Linked DNA regions of Sus scrofa: region 2 is linked to region 1. A link is a contact called in public Hi-C data. All regions are on one chromosome and are shown on one strand. Each heading gives the region's core, a stretch centred on a gene start, on an enhancer-like site or on the middle of the called end of the contact. The rest is flanking DNA. Distances are from core to core; before and after follow the strand shown.

Region 1 (5,061 bases), core at 915-3,414:
TCAGGATTATAATCCGAGGCCTGAGACCTGGTGAGTGGGTGGAGTGGGGGTAACCTTGAAGGCCTTACTTCGGGGTGGTGGAGCGAACCAGGACACCGGCTGCCTCCCGAGGGGCCACATGCCGGCAGGTCACCACAAGTCGGGGCGCCACGGCCACTCCAGAGCCCCAGACGGAACCGCACTCCACTAGCACAGCCGCGGCTGCCCACGGGGGGCCGGGATCTCGGAGGGGCCGGTCCCACGGGGCGCCCATCTCTTGCGGTAGGAAGGCAGCCAGGGCATCGGTGCCGGGGTGCAGGTGGCAGAGCGCGTCTCGGGCGGCGCAGAGGAGAGGAGCGGCGGCACAGAGCAGGGTGAGGCCCACCCACTCGCGGGCCTTCCAGCAGAGGGGCGCCGCCACCAGCGCCACCAGAGTCCCCGCGGGCCGCGCCGCGAACACGCCGCCGCCCTCGGTGCCTGGCAGGCAGCGCGCGTCGGTAAGCAGCAACGGGCCGGCCGAGTTGCTCAGCACGCCGCGGCTGAGCGTATTGAGAAAAATGTCCGGGCAGAAGGCCCCGAACGGGGAGCCGCAGGCCAACAGCGGCGCGCCCTTGGGCACAGCCCCGAGAGGCGCCACCGCCACTATCGGCCCGCGCTCCACCGCCTCCGCCTCCCTCTCTGGGTCCGGCAGCACGCGCAGCAGCGCGAACCAGCCCAACGCTCTCAGCTGATCCTCCTCCTCCTCCTCCGACACCTCATCCTCCGGTGCGGCGCTTGCGAAATGCCACTGCTCGGCTGTCTCGCTGCCAAAGAGGCGCGCGAACTGGCCCCGGAAGATTGGGCAGCTCAGCAGCAGCAACAGCTCGGCGGGGCGCGGGGGCTGCAGCTGCCGCCCGCGGGGCCGGGCGGGCGGGCCAGGGTCCAGGCCGGCGCACTGGGGTGTGCACAGCCCAGCGCGGCCCCGCTCTGCGCGGCCTGCGGGACTTGCAGCCGTTGGGCCCCACTGCACGTGCAGGCGCAGGTCGTCACTGCAACTGTCTCCGGGTAGGAAGGCGGCGCCGGCCACAGTCAGTGCCCCGCTGCCGGCCCGCAGGAAGTGGGTGAAGATGCCTCCGTGGCACAGCACCAGGCCCGGGCGGCGGCTCAGGATCACCCCGCTGCAGCTCCATAAGCCCGCCTTCGGCTGCCCCGCCCGCGAGGCGCTCACCATGCAGCCCGCCTGCTCGGCCGCCCTCATGGCTGGCCCCCACTGCCGCCCCATGGCCTCTGGGACGGCACACAGGGGCTTCCAGGACTATGAGCGAGCGAGCGAGCAAGAACCGCGACAGAGACCGATTGACCACACGAAGGGCCACCCAAACCTGAAGGAGAGGTGCAGGCACTTGTCGCCAGTCTTCTTCGTCCGGCCGGATTGGCTGAGCCCCAGATGGCCTGTCCTGATTGGCTGGGCTAGGGGCCGAGCCCTGATTGGTTGCTGAGGCTGACCCCGCCTTTCCCCGTCCTAGTGGTTCAGATGGTGAGAGCTAGAGGGAGAGGCGGAACCCGAGGATCAGCTCCAGGAGTGAGACAGGAGTGTGGCTTTACCGGTAGAAGAGGCGTGCTGGTCCCTTGGAAGCCTAGTCTCGTCTCCGTTGGCTGCGCTACAGGAAAGACAATAGAAATGTGCGCTGACATGGCTAGACTTGCCCAGGCGAAGACAGGACCTGTCAGTATCAGCCCAGGTGTAGGGGACATCCGACCTCTGATGCCTGGGATAAGACGGGCAAGGAAATACTAGGCCCATTCAGTATTTTGAAATTCTGTAAGTAAACCCTACAGCAGTTTACTGGGGGGCATGGAGCTCACAAGGTTACACCTAGGGCCTTTTGATGACCCACACTACATATCTCATGGAAACCAGGTTTGCTCAAATAAAATTGCCCTTTAAAACTATGATGAACCTTAGCTTCAGCCAGTTTTTAATTATACAACCCTATAGTTTGCGGTATGCACATTTCACACAATGACATAACCACCATCCAAGATTTATCTAGGTTAGGAGTCGAATGATTTTTCTGTAAAGGGTCGAAGTGTAAATAACTCAGGTTTTGTGGGCCATACATTCTGCCTCACATACTCAGCTCTGCCTTTATAGCATGCAAAAGCTAAAGGAATGGGGTGGCTGTGTTCCAATAACTTTACTTATAGACTCTGAAATTTGAATTTCATATAGTTATCGCATGCCACAGAATTGCATTTTTTTTTTTTTCTCACAGGCCATACAAAAACAGGCAGCAGGCCAGATCTGGACCACAAGTTGTAGTTTGCCACCCCTGATCTAAGCTAATATAAAACATCCCTACTTTTCCAAAGAAATCTCTCTGAGGACAGAGGGACAAGGATGTTTTGAGGTCACTGCAGGATATCTCTGAAGGTCTGTTTATCGCAGTATCACTGAAGTACATAGTAATTTAAATAAGATTATTTTAGTACATATGTCAGCATTAATGGAAACCAATCACTACTTAAATTACATAACTCTTCTGCTTCAAATTTTTGAATAAACTATTGCTGCTTGGTGTATCCCCAGCACAATGCAGGGTAATGCTCATTGCTCCCAGTGACACAAACCTGTTTGAGAATGGGACATGTTGAAGACTCCACTACAGTATGATACAGGACTGATATAAGCAATCTTCCCTTAGCAGGTACTGTCGTCTTCTGGTTCTGTGACACAGAAGATGGCTCTATCACAATAAAAACTCTTTTAACTATTCCAACTTCCTAGCAATAGAGTTTCTCTCTGGAGTCCAGTGATTCTCCCTTAATGATGTGCAAGCCTCCAGTATGAAGTTATCAGTCATATTTTTCTGTTTATGGCACATCACAGTAGAGAGTCCCAAGTCATAGTCAACAGCCAAGATGAGACCCCCTTGAGTGCTGGGCTCATTGACTCAAGCCTTTAATTTTCATGTTCCACTCCAACTCAAATAACACAAATCCATATAAACATAAAATCCATGTAAACATGGACATTAGTTTCAATCACAAGATGCTTTCAATAATTTAATACCTAAAGAGAACCTGCTGCATTTTGGTCGCATTCTATTTTGCCACAGTACTTTGGTTTTAGAAACTCATTTGCGTTTGTTTAAAAGCAAGGCTTCCTATAAGCCTAGTAAATACACAAGCACAGATTTTAGCACTCCCCGTTTTGCTAAATGAAGAAATCAACTGCATCACTCCAATTTTGTATTCAATCATGAGTGAAATACAACTAAACTGAATCCAGTTCTAGGTAGCATGTTAATAAGAGATTTTGTTCAAAAGTCTGCCATGTCCATCCTGTTGCAAAAATGACCACCAACCCTGGGATCACCGAATGTTCCAAGGCTCTCAAATAGTACTTAATTTCTTCCCATAAGTGGGAAGAACTTTTGCTCCCCCCACCAACAAATTTCATGGCATGTTCAAATTCTGAACAAACCAATGCCAAAAAAAAAAAAAAAGAGAGAGATAGTAAATTTGTTTCAACTTTTTATTAAAACACTTAGGATACAGATTGACTTTCTTCTGTAAATGACTTTTACTTTTCCTGAAATAGGACATATATGCACTCTGATAAAACAGAATGAAAGGTTTCAATTCATGGAGTTCCCGTACAAAGCTTTGATTCTGTTAGGAAGCCAAACTCCTCACAGTAGCTTCTTTCCTCTACCTTATTATAGGAACTTTGTTTTCTGTGGGGCAAGAAATAAACTGGCACCACTTGATTTTTCAATCCCAACTCTTTCTCCAGTGGCCAAAATAAACCACTTTCACAAAGAGCTGCCCTGTATAGAATCCATAGTTTCCTGGCTTGCTACAAAGTGATTAGGGACAAATAGAAAACAAAAACAGGAAAACTAACACTGAGGCAATTATACCTCTCCTGTCTCTGAACAGAGAAGTATGGGTTACCTTTAGCCAAAGGAAATTAAAAGTACACACGTTAACTATCTAGTTCATTCATCGTTAGCTTGATTTGCTCACTTAAGGCTTTAACCCCTTTCCAAACCAGGTCTGCTTGCTAATAAATGAAAGGCATGTTCTTCCCAGCTTTATTCTGCATTTGGTACTGAGCAGTGAAAAAGTATGCTTTCCCAACAGGTCAGGACTAAAGACTAACAATGGGAAATGCAACAATACTCTCTCACCCAAGGAATATATTATCCACTTTCCCTGCCCTCATGTTAGGAGCAAGAATCCACTGAATTTAGTTCAGTCCTCTCCAAAAAAGCATCACCATCACAATTTTCAGTTTTTGAGGAAAATCCTCTAATCTTTTATTCATGGAAAAATGAAGATATTCTCCCATCTTGAGAATACGAGATCTCGTCCATCTCCTATCCCTTCATCCTTTACAAGGGCAGAATATTGGTTAAGATCATGAAAACCCAGTTTCACACATGGCATCAGGAAAATGGGATGCTCAAAAATAATCCTCAATACACTACTGTGGATGCTAAGGCTTTTATACCCGGTGCTTACTGACAAGCGATGCTGGCTCAAAAGGAACAGCTCTACACAAAGTTCTTGGATTAGCTTCCCCAGATTATTTCTGGACTGGAGAAAGGCAATTTCATAACACCCTCCCCCCTACCAAGAAAATAATAATAATAATAATAATCTGGAAAAGCTACAGAAGTTAACCTTTAAATACCAAAAATAAATTGATAGCCAATAAAAAGAGCTCAAGAAGAGTCCAATAAAGAGACCAAATTCTACAAATGGAAATTCTGAAGCCCATGGCATATATCTTTCCTAGATTCAAACAAATGCTCCAATACCAGACCTTTAAGTTCTCAACTCACAGAATTAAGACCCCTTAAGCTGTTAACTTTGTCCTGTGTGACTCTCACGTTCAGAAAAATTTCCCGTAGAATCTGCAAAAATGACTGAGACACACCTGCAATGTGTGATAACATGGGAGATGTTGTCTTTTATGAGGCGAAAGTCACTTTTTACAAATGAAAATGAAAAAGGTGCTACAGAGAGAAACGAAATTCACAACCACATAAAAGCAAAGACTGGCTGAAACCTGTAACTTTAAGAGTAAAAATA
Region 2 (5,061 bases), core at 1,461-3,960, 78 kb after region 1:
CAGCATATGGAGGTTTCTGGGCTAGGGGTCGAATCAGAGCTGTAACTGCTGGCCACAGCCACAGCCATAGCAATGCAGGACCTGAGCCTCGTCTGCGACCTACACCACAGTTCATGACAACGCCAGAGCCTTAACCCACTGAGCGAGGCCAGGGATCGAACCTGTGTCCTCATGGATGCTAGTCAGATTCATTAACTGCTGAGCCACAACAGGAACTCCCAATTATGATTTTCTTAAGGATAATCTAGTTGTAACAACACTTGAAGAAATAATTTCTGTAATCTAGAAATCTAACTACCATATACAAAAAGTAATTGTAACACTTCCTTACTATTCTTGAGGACAGTCCACATTACATTCCTTCAAGATTAAAAATCAGGAGTTTCCATCGTGGCTCAGTGGAAACAAATCTGACTAGGAACCATGAGGATGCAGGTTCGATCCCTGGCCTCGATCAGTGGGTTAAGGATCCAGTGTTGTGAGCTGTGGTGCAGGTAACCGATTCGGCTCGGATCCCATGTTGCTGTGGCTGTGGCGTAGGCTGGTGGCTACAGCTCCAATTCGACCCCTAGCCTGGGAACCTCCATATGCCGTGAGTGCAGCCCTCAAAAGACCAAAAAATAAATAAATAAATAAATAAAAATCAAAGTGGAGTAACAAAAATGGAGCACTGACCACCGGCAATGGAATATTGGTCCCTTTAGTCAATAATGACTTGAGGTCCAATCCACTATCAGTTTTATAGACAATGGCAAATGTGACATTAGGAAGGCAAAAATCTTCTCCTATTAAGAAAAGATGCTAGGAAGTCTATTTTTAATTTTCTTCTATTTTTTTAATTAAAATTATATAGTACTGACTACCAATACATAATTTAAGAAAAAACTGTGTTCTGCAAATAAAGCTTGAAGACGATTATCCTAATCATTCCCCACCTTCAAACTAGAGAATCATCTCTCGAAATCTCTCCTAGAGAGAATTCTGGAATCAACACTAACTCCAGAAAAATAGTTCTGTGAATTATTTGTCAAAAGTTTCTGCACTGCCCTTATTGCTTAATTTCAAAATCAATTAAGATGGGGGGGTGTCCCACCCTTGCTCGGATTTTCCCGTAGCAGTCTAAACTTAAAACTAGTTGTGTAACTTTTTTTTTTTTTTTTTGGTCTTTTTGTCTTTTTTGTTGTTGTTGTTATTGTTGCTATTTCTTGGGCCGCTCCCGCGGCATATGGAGGTTCCCAGGTTAGGGGTCTAATCGGAGCTGTAGCCACCGGCCTACGCCAGAGCCACAGCAACATGGGATCCGAGCCGCGTCTGCAACCTACACCACAGCTCATGGCAACGCCGGATCGTTAACCCACTGAGCAAGGGCAGGGACCGAACCCGCGACCTCATGGTTCCTAGTCGGATTCGTTAACCACTGCGCCACGACGGGAACTCCAAGTTGTGTAACTTTTAGAGTTCACTTTCCTTTTCCTCTCACATCAAGCTATTTTTTGCTAGGAGCTTTGTTCTTTCAGTATTTTCTACCATTCGCCCCCTATACCCCTCTCTTCACTACCCTTCATACAACACACGACCTTACAGAATCCGCGGCACCTGCCCATTTCCTTCCGAACAAAATTGTAAAGTTAAAAGCGAAAGGCCTTTGGTGACACATTTTCAAACGCCCCCCCCCCCTTATCTCTAGTAATTTTTTTTTTCCCCCGGAGGGGGAGCAGGGGGGACTCGGTAAGAGGATAAAGATAAACTCTCGGCAGCTTTCCTCCATCTACAAGGCTAAAGGTGATGTCAAGGGAAGCTGAGCGCTGCCAGCCTGCAGCCTCCTCGCTCTTGGTGCAGACGTGGGGGAGATACCCCTTGGACGCGATTCCCTGCACAGGGACCAAAAATTGGCACTTTCTTACTCATGCTTCCCAGATTGACGTCATCTGCTTGACCGGAGGGGAACAGCTTTCTGTTTCATAAGGCTTTTTCCCAGCATCAGTGCTACAGGAAAACATACGGCCGGGAGGCAGGAGCGCTACTGGGACCCCAGAGGGATGGGTCCAGTCCTCCACTGACTGCTCCTGATCGGGGCCTCGATTTCCCTGTCTGTAGGACGAGGGGCTGGACTTGGTGCCCACAATCTGAGCCACTGTGGAGGAATTAAGATCTTAGGGAGTCACCACCATCACCTCCCCCTCCCTGTTCCTCCAAAATGAATAATCCTCTTACAGGGATTAGTTTATTCCCAGGCACCTTTTCTAGGGTGACTCAGTGGTTTCCTTTTCCCCTAAGACACTGCCCGAGCTGAACACCTGCAAAATTAGCCTGGCCCGGGTTCAGGTCCAACCGAACGTGTTCAAGAGCAACGAAGACCTACGCCCTCCTGCTCGCAAGCGGGACGTGTGAAATGAGAGGACGAGGCAGCCCAGGCCCCGGGGACCAGTCCAAGGAGCCCGGCGCGGGCCGCAGCCGCTGGGGCGGTGGGGGGAGACGAGGCCAGGGAATGAATGGGCGGGCAGGCAGGGAGGGGCCGCGGGCCTCGGACACTCACTGAGGAAGACTCGGTACTCGAGGGTGAAAGGCGCGGAGCGCTCCTCGCTGCTGAAGCTGCTCATAGTGCCGGAGACTGGACGCCGCCGCCGCCGCTCAGAGTCACAAACCCGCACGCGGCGCTCACTGACAAGGAGAAGGCTCCGCGCCTGCGCACTGCGGTGACTGGACCTGCTTGGGGGCGGGGAGCCGCCTTTAACTTGCTGGGCGCGGGCGAGCCCACCCCGCGCGCAGGCGCACTCCGCGGTGCCCGCGAGTCCTTGCGCCCCAGCCCCGCCCCCTCAGGCCGCGCCTCCGCGGACTGCTCAGGAGCCCCAGGCTTGGCCACGTGGCTGCGTTCTGTCCCAGCTGGCGGGCTTTGGGCTCTGAAGGGAGAGAGTAAGAAGGTCTCAACTTGGACCAGCTGAGGCTTGACCGCTGACGTCTCGCCCTCTACACACAATGGGAACACACCTTTGACTCACATACCCTCTTACCTCAAAAGACGCTGAGGAGTTGTTTCATGGTTCAGCACGTTAAGAATCCGGTGTTGTCACTGCTGTGGCTTTGTTTACAGCATTGCGCAGGCTTGATCCCTGACCCAGGAACTTCCAAACGCCGCGGACATGGGGTTGGGGAGGGGGAGATAGACGTTTAGGAATCAGCTGCTTCACTTTGCAATCCCCGCTAAGGCTGCTTAAAGGTGAGCAGTTTTCTGATCTGTTTGAGAAAAGTTGAGTTGCATTACTGATACCCTTTGGCTACCAACTAGGTTACATCTCCACTGCTTTCCAGCATATGACAGCGAGCAAATTGATATTAAGCTCTCTGACTCAGTTTCTCGTCTGGGAAATAGAGATAATAATAGTAATGATTTCAAGGGTTGCTGGGTTATTCCCACCCTCCACAAGGAAGATTCAGTCTGCCGCCCCCACCCCACCCCAAGTCCCCTAGGCCTTGAGATGGCAGCATTGGGAAAGCCCACACGTGAGCTCATGGTCCCTTGAGGACATTTCTCTCAGGTGCAAGCTCCTTGGAGCTTGTTTTTATACTACTGTTTCATGTTGTTAGGCCAGACCCCAAAAGCTAAAGCAAGTTCGAGGTTATGGGCAGATGTTTGCTTCACTCACTTCCCCAGTTCTATGTGTGTGTATATATATGTGTGTGTGTGTGTTTCAAAATCCTCGTTAGACAGTGATTATTCACTAATTTGATTGCAAAATTATTTCAAAGAATGTCTAGTTTAACTTAAAAGTTTTGATGGGCTGGGCTTTTTTTTTTGGCCCGGGGAGGGGGGGCATGCAGGTGGCATGAGGAAGTTCCCAGGCCAGAGATCAAACTCACACCACAGCAGTGCTGGCCTGCTACTGCAGTGACAATGCTGGATCCTTAACCCACTACACAAGAGAACTCCTAAACTTTAAAAAAAAGAAGAAGAAGAAGTGTCGGAGTATCGGAGTTCCCGTCATGGCACAGTGGTTAATGAATCCGACTGGAACCATGAGGTTGTGGGTTTGATCCCTGGCCTTGCTCAGTGGGTTAAGGATCCAGCGTTGCCGTGAGCTGTGGTGTAGGTTGCAGACGCCGCTCGGATCCCGCATTGCTATGTCTGGAGTAGGCTGGTGGCTACAGCTCCAATTCAATCCTTAGCCTGGGAACCTCCAATGCCGCAGGAAGTGGCCCTAGAAAAGGCAAAAAGACAAAAAAAAAAAAAAAAAAAGTATCTACTATATAAAATGAGAAGTGCCTTGTATTAAATGAAAACCTAGTAGGATAATTTTCTAGTTAGATTGAGCCTCTCTTGTCTCCATCCAGACTCCCACCAATCTTCAGAAGGCCAACCTTTTGAACACAACACCACACCACTTTACTGAAATTAGAACACAAGGGAAGGAAAAAAAATAGCAGAGGGGTATTTGCATTACTGAAAGCTGAAAGAATCTCTGCAGAGTGACCACTAGGCTCATGTTCAGAGAGTTTCTTAAAGGGATGCTCATTTGATTGAACTGCACTATCAGTTTTCTACCTTTGAGCAGATGGAGCTAGTTTTCTTGGAAAACCCCAGAATTTCATCTGTGACTGACGTGTGAGCAAAGAGATATGATGCAATAGTGTGCCACAGGCACTTTCTCTTTTCCTTCTTGCCAGCTCAGAGGAAGAAAATAAAGTCTCGCTGACCTCTGGACTTGCACACTAGCTCTTGTTTTATTGAATGTGTTCAGAGAGCCAGTTGGTACCAACTCCAATAAAAAGCCAAGCCTTACCTTTGCTGGCATATGAGTCCATGCTTTGTAACTTTCTTTGGCAGGCAAGGGTGGTGAGCCCCACAGGTCCTTTCGGACCTTGTTCTCATGTCTCCCTGGGACCTAGCACAGTACCTGGTCTAGAGTAGATGTTTAATGAATCTTTGCTGGACCAATTGACAGAGGAATTGATGAAAAGAAGGGCGAAAATACCTTCTTAAGTTTGGTAAAGCGTGAACCCACCTGTTCTCAAACATTGTCTTTCTTGCCCTGTAACCAAATCCAATAGCACTTTTCAGTCTAT

Evidence for each region. A called contact is a pair of places that touch in the nucleus more often than the background predicts.
Region 2: a contact with region 1 is called in a Hi-C map of liver, with 9 times the contacts expected there. The contact joins the promoter of PPA1 here to the promoter of TYSND1 in region 1. A contact is called at or near these places in 1 of 5 promoter capture datasets (fetal liver), 5 of 47 Hi-C or Micro-C datasets (adipocytes, fibroblasts, liver and 1 more) and 1 of 2 datasets of contacts at active chromatin or transcription factors (alveolar macrophages).

The regions. Positions count from the first base shown.
Region 1 is chr14:73,087,454-73,092,514 of Sscrofa11.1, forward strand. It overlaps TYSND1 (peroxisomal leader peptide-processing protease), which reads right to left and starts at 2,165. Exons shown (of 5, transcript XM_001927343.6): 1 at 69-2,165. The coding sequence starts at 1,240. It also overlaps a transcript of SAR1A not described here.
Region 2 is chr14:73,164,978-73,170,038 of Sscrofa11.1, forward strand. It overlaps PPA1 (inorganic pyrophosphatase), which reads right to left and starts at 2,711. Exons shown (of 11, transcript XM_001925080.6): 1 at 2,537-2,711. The coding sequence starts at 2,600. LOC102163044 (a long non-coding RNA gene) reads left to right here and starts at 3,023. Exons shown (of 3, transcript XR_002338432.1): 1 at 3,023-3,217.